Linked DNA regions of Salmo salar: region 2 is linked to region 1. Evidence: chromatin contacts called from public Hi-C data. All regions are on one chromosome and are shown on one strand. The core of a region is the stretch at or near the end of the contact, and the rest is flanking DNA. Distances in the headings are between cores, read along the strand shown. Region 1 holds the start of LOC106588187 (regulation of nuclear pre-mRNA domain-containing protein 2). Region 2 holds the start of atp5if1a (ATP synthase inhibitory factor subunit 1a).

Region 1 (2,700 bases), core at 57-2,556:
ATACCCTCCTATAGGCCTACAACAACTGAAGCTCCCAAAATGAGAGGTTAGCCTACTCATGTCTGCTCCTCACACGTTCCTATATTTAGTGTGTAATAACTACTATGTAGTAAACAGTAAGTTACACGAGAAATAACATCAATAACGTTAACTAGTGTTTGACTTGTTACGTTACCACTTAGCCTAGCTACATGTTTATAAAAGTTACTAACAAGTTAACTAGCTCGAGAAATGGCTAACATGTATCTTGATTATTTTAGTGTTTTGGACACATCTTCTAATTCAAACTGATGATTGTGATTCTAATTCCATCCCATCAAGACCACTAAGAACAGAGAAAGGTAGCCATCCATCCAGACAAAAACCAGGGATGGCTTCAAGGAATGTGAAAGTCTGAACAGGAGAACCTATTCCAGGGTAGAATTTATAGCGAAAAGCTTTACACTAAGTTACATCTATGCGGAGAATACTCGTTAACTAAAGCCATTGTTTGTCAACAACTGACCAGATACGTTGTAACAAACATTTGCTAGTTAGACGTCAACAGCTTGTAGTGACAGCATTTGTCTTGCTGGGACTCCAAGTCCTAGCTAGCAAGGCAGCATTTACCTAGCTTGCTAAGAAGCTCCAGGGTACTATTTTCCGCACACCCGCGTTAACTAACGTTACCTAACAAACTAGCTTTTGTTTCACATGACATCCCTGTCTTGTGCACCAATGTCACGAACACACACGTGTTATTCTAGCTAACTAGATGAGATGGTGTCAACAATCGGTAACCATAGCTGCATTTGTTAATATAAGTTGCTAGCTAACAGTTATCTAGCTAAAGTTGGCTAAGCTAGCCAGGCAAACCAGCTAACGTTAGCTAGCTAAGATTAGCAACTCACATTTCCTCAACCATTTCATCCAGTAACGCACGATAAGACTGTGGTATTTCTTGTTCTCGATACACCAATTTGATAGTCCTTGAATTGATTCCATTGTGTTCGACACTCCTTGAAACCGTCGGTCCAAAGTTGACTCTAGGGCCGCAGGCGAACCACGACCGTGGCCGCTTGACGCGCCAGACCCTGCAGCCATTCTCCAGGCCTTGAACTGACAAGCTAGCTGGTTCTTGCCTGTCGCGCGTTGTGATCAACCTAGTCAAGAGTGCACTTGTGCGGAATGGTGCCGCGCTGGCTGTACACATTAGTAAATTGCTATTGTTTTAACAGTACATTCAGTTATTACTGTACTTGCTAACGATTACGTATATTATGTCATTGGTTTTATTTCAACAACTTGTGCAACAAAGGAATGTATTATTATAGAGTTGGTTGGTCGTTACTAGAAAACTCATTCAAAACAGACGATTTAATGTGAATGTAGCGCCACTATGTGGCTAAATAGCTGCAGCTCAGCATGGCCTGTCACTAAAATCATGCATCTTTCTTTCTTCCCCTTTACATTCCAAGATCACTTTCCTAACTCCCTTCCCTCCTATCCTAGCTCCATTTCCTTCTTTCCTATCTTCTTTTCCTCTTTTTTAAAAATTCCTTTCTTTCTTTCCTAGCATACTTTCATTGATCCTTTTCTTCCTTTCCTCCACTCCTTTGCTTTCCTAGCTCCCTTCCCACCTATCCTTTCCTAACTGCCTTTGACTTCTTCCATGCCTAGCTTCCTTTCCTCTTTTCCTAGCTCTTTTCCTCTTTTTCTAGTATTTTGTTTTCATGTTATAATCTTGTGTATATTTTGTTTTCATTTATTTTAAAGAGGACCACGATGGAAATGAAAGTTTTTGTGTCATCCTCGATGATTTTAAAGGCATTGTACTATATCCAGTACAGTGTGGTTGTATTGTGTTTAAAATTAAATAAAAAAGTCAGGAAAGGAAAGGGAGCTAGCAAAGGAGGAAAGGAAAGGGAGCTAGCAAAGGAGGAAAGAAAAGGGAGCTAGAAAATCAGGAGGAAAATGAGCTAGATGGAAAGGGGGCTAGGAGAAGAGGAAAGGAATCTAGGAAAGGAGGTAAGGGAGCTAGGAAAGGAACAACATTTATATAGGAAAAGGGGTCTAGGAAATGAAAAAAGGGAGTTAGGAAAGAAGAAAATTGACTAGGAAAGGAAGCTAGGAAAAGAGGAAAGGAAAGGCAGCTAGGAAAGGAGGAAAGGGAGTTAGGAAAGGAGGAATTGAAAATCAGAAAGGAACTAGGAAAGGAAAGGAGGAAATTGAGCTAGGAAGGGAAAGGAGGAAAGGGAACTAGGAAAGGAGATAGTATAGGTAATAATATACGTTTTTAGTGAAAGGCCACTTTTGGTGACAGGCCATGCTATAGGACTGCAGCTGGATACTTAAGCAATAAGGCCCGAAGGTGTGGTATATGGCCAATATACCATACCACGGCTAAGGGCTGTTATTAGGCAAGACGCAACGCAAAGTGCCTGGATACAGCCCTTAGCCACGGTATATTGGCCATATACCACAAACTCCCAAAGTGACTTATTGCTATTATCAACTGGTTACCAACATAATTAGAACAGTGAAAATAAATGTTTTGTCATATTCGTGGGATACCACAGCTTTCAGCCAATCAGCATTCAAGGCTCTAACCAAGTGGGTTATAATATATATTTGCTCAGGCTTTAAAGGGCATATCCACAGTTGAAGCAATATACCCTATACAGTGGTTGTATACATTTATAATGTTTACAAACATTGGAG
Region 2 (2,700 bases), core at 51-2,550, 240 kb before region 1:
ACTGACTGCTAGGTTGATATTGAATCTCTGCTTGAAACATTTCCTATTGTCAGCTAGATTGCCGGTTAACTGCATAGGAATAGGAGGACCAAGCCTATTCATGACGGATAACAGAAAGAGTGTCAATTTCTCTTATGTTGCTCATCAACTCGCTCGTCAACAGATTCCAATGCAGCTTCGCTCTCGCTGCCGTGGCTCGTTGCCCTTGCTCTGGCAAGCTAGCGTCTTCGACTACTCACGTCACTTAACTTGTGGTAGAATGTTCAATTTTCATTGCGGAAATTTGCAGAATTACTCCTTTCTTTTCTCTGTCTCGTCATTGCAACTACCAATCTGATAATCTGACACTTGTTCCTTGTATAATGACAAACCGGGGCGTAGGTTTAACTACTTTCAATGAACATATACTTCAGCAAGAAAACTCCTTGTTTAGCCATGCAAGGCATTCTTCAACCACCTGCCCACCCGCATAGCCTGCTGGGTAACGTAGTCTAAACTATACATTCATGTATAGTGTCACACTGTATATAGACATTCTTTTTTTCAACTGTGTCATTGACTTGTTTATTGTTTATTCCATGTTATTCCATGTGTAACTCTGTGTTGTTGTCTGCGTCACACTGCTTTGCTTTATCTTGGCCAGGTCGCAGTTGTAAATTAGAACTTGTTCTCAACTAGCCTACCTGGTTAAATAAAGGCGAAATAAATAAATAATAATAATAATAAAAATGTACATACTACCTCAATCGGCCCGAACAACCAGTGCTCCTGCACATTTGCTAACCGGACTATCTGCTTTGTGTGCCACCCGCCAACCACCTATTTTACGCTACTGCTACTCTCTGTTCATCATATATGCATAGTCACTTTAACCATATCTACATGTACATACCACCTCAATCAGCCAGACTAATCGGTGTCTGTATGTAGCCTCGCTACTTTTATAGCCTCGCTACTGTTATTTTTCACTGTCTTTTTAATGTTGTTTTTATTTCTTTACTTACCTACTGTTCACCTAATACCGTTTTTGCACTATTGGTTAGAGCCTGTAATTAAGCATTTCACTGTAAGGTCTACACCTGTTGTATTCAGCGCACGTGACAAATAAACTTTGATTTGATTTGAAAATGTAAAAAAAATGTATTCGCTACGCGTCTGTATTTGAATTGATATAATGTGGATTTGTTTTTTTTCTTCTCTTATTTATTTGTGGAATCCGTTTGGCTGTTCTGTTTATGTTTCGCATGTTACTGTTTAATAAAAATAAAAATAAAAATCAATAAAAGATTCAAACAAAGATTCCCCACACTGTCGCTAGATGGCAGCAAATCGTTTTTCCAGCCACGCCCACACAGTGAAATTGCACATTTCCGCATGTGAAAGTACTTTTGCTGCAGTGGGGCTGTTAATCTGCGTAGTTGAGAAATTGTAATGGCGAGGCTACTATTAAGATCCAATTTTCGGGGCTTCTTTGCCACCCAATTCAGGATGACATCCGACCAGGTAAATGTAATGACGCACTGACAGTGGTGTTGTTTTGTATAGCTTGCTCGTTAATTTATTTGCTGTTCCCATAGCTAGTAAGTAGCGATTTTCCTCGAATGAATCATTGTACTGTTTGTCTTCTATTGATCCATTTTATATTACAAACGTTTGATCATGTTTCCGTTTCATTGTTTTGGTTAACTTGTAGACCAGCCGAGACAGCTATCTTGAACTGTAGTAAGTAACTCAGTAGGTGGCAGTGTTGTATATGTTTTGTCAGGAAATAATAAAGGGGATTTGGAATGTTTAGGATGGTAGGACCACCATGAAGGCGTAGTCCAACCATGGATGATGTCTAAGAAAGGCTATGTTGTTACATTTAACCCAATGCTCTCTTTCCATAATATATATTCAGGTATGTGATGTGGTCAGATATTCGACCTGACGTCAGATAGTGACATGTTTGTTTTTTTCCCGTGGGAGACCCGAGTTCAGATTCCGCCTGTGATTTATGATATCTCTCCCTCTCTAGCTGGGTGAGCTGGGCAAAGGAGCAGGAAAGGGAGGTGGTGGAGGAGGCTCGGTGAGGGAGGCAGGTGGTGCCTTTGGAAAGAGGCAGGCTGCAGAGGAGGAGCGTTATTTTCGGTAAGTGGATTATTTTTGTAACCTGGATGACCAGACATATTACTACTACGCTTATGAACCAGGCTATCCATTTTGGAGGAAGGTATGCACAGCTCTTGCCTTTTGACTCCAGTGGACAATGTCTGATCATAGTATATGCCTCATGTTAAGTCCACATGAACGCAACACAGGGGTGTTTTCATGTCGTCTTGCAACGGAAACCGTTTACCATTTATGAATGAAACGGGATGAAACTCGGAGGGGCCTACCTAAATTTGTCCAATATAAACTATTGTTCTCGTTGGAAAACGGTTTCCGTTTTGAGTAAATTGTTTCTGTTGCAAAACATTTTGCAACATAATGGGCATAATTAATACACCCCTGGTTTCATTTTTGCCTCATTAGAGAAATCATCCACACTTTTCTCTCCCTCTTGCTCCTCAGTCAGAAGGAGAAGGAGCAGTTGTCTGCCCTACGGAAGCACCATGAAGAGGAGATTGACCACAGCAAGAAAGAGATTGAGCGTTTGCAGCGTGAGATTGACCGTCACAAGGGCAAAATCAAGAAACTGAAACATGATGACTGAGCTCA

What was found. Hi-C and Micro-C count contacts between places; a contact is called where the count stands out from the background.
Region 2: a contact with region 1 is called in a Hi-C map of muscle, with 9 times the contacts expected there. The contact joins the promoter of atp5if1a here to the promoter of LOC106588187 in region 1. A contact is called at or near these places in 2 of 3 Hi-C or Micro-C datasets (gill and muscle).

The regions. Positions count from the first base shown.
Region 1 is chrssa27:1,831,944-1,834,643 of Ssal_v3.1, reverse strand. LOC106588187 (regulation of nuclear pre-mRNA domain-containing protein 2) reads right to left here and starts at 1,306. Exons shown (of 13, transcript XR_001324603.2): 1 at 891-1,306.
Region 2 is chrssa27:2,071,119-2,073,818 of Ssal_v3.1, reverse strand. atp5if1a (ATP synthase inhibitory factor subunit 1a) reads left to right here and starts at 1,300. Exons shown (of 3, transcript XM_014176940.2): 1 at 1,300-1,503; 2 at 2,018-2,130; 3 at 2,554-2,700. The coding sequence starts at 1,432. The coding sequence ends at 2,695.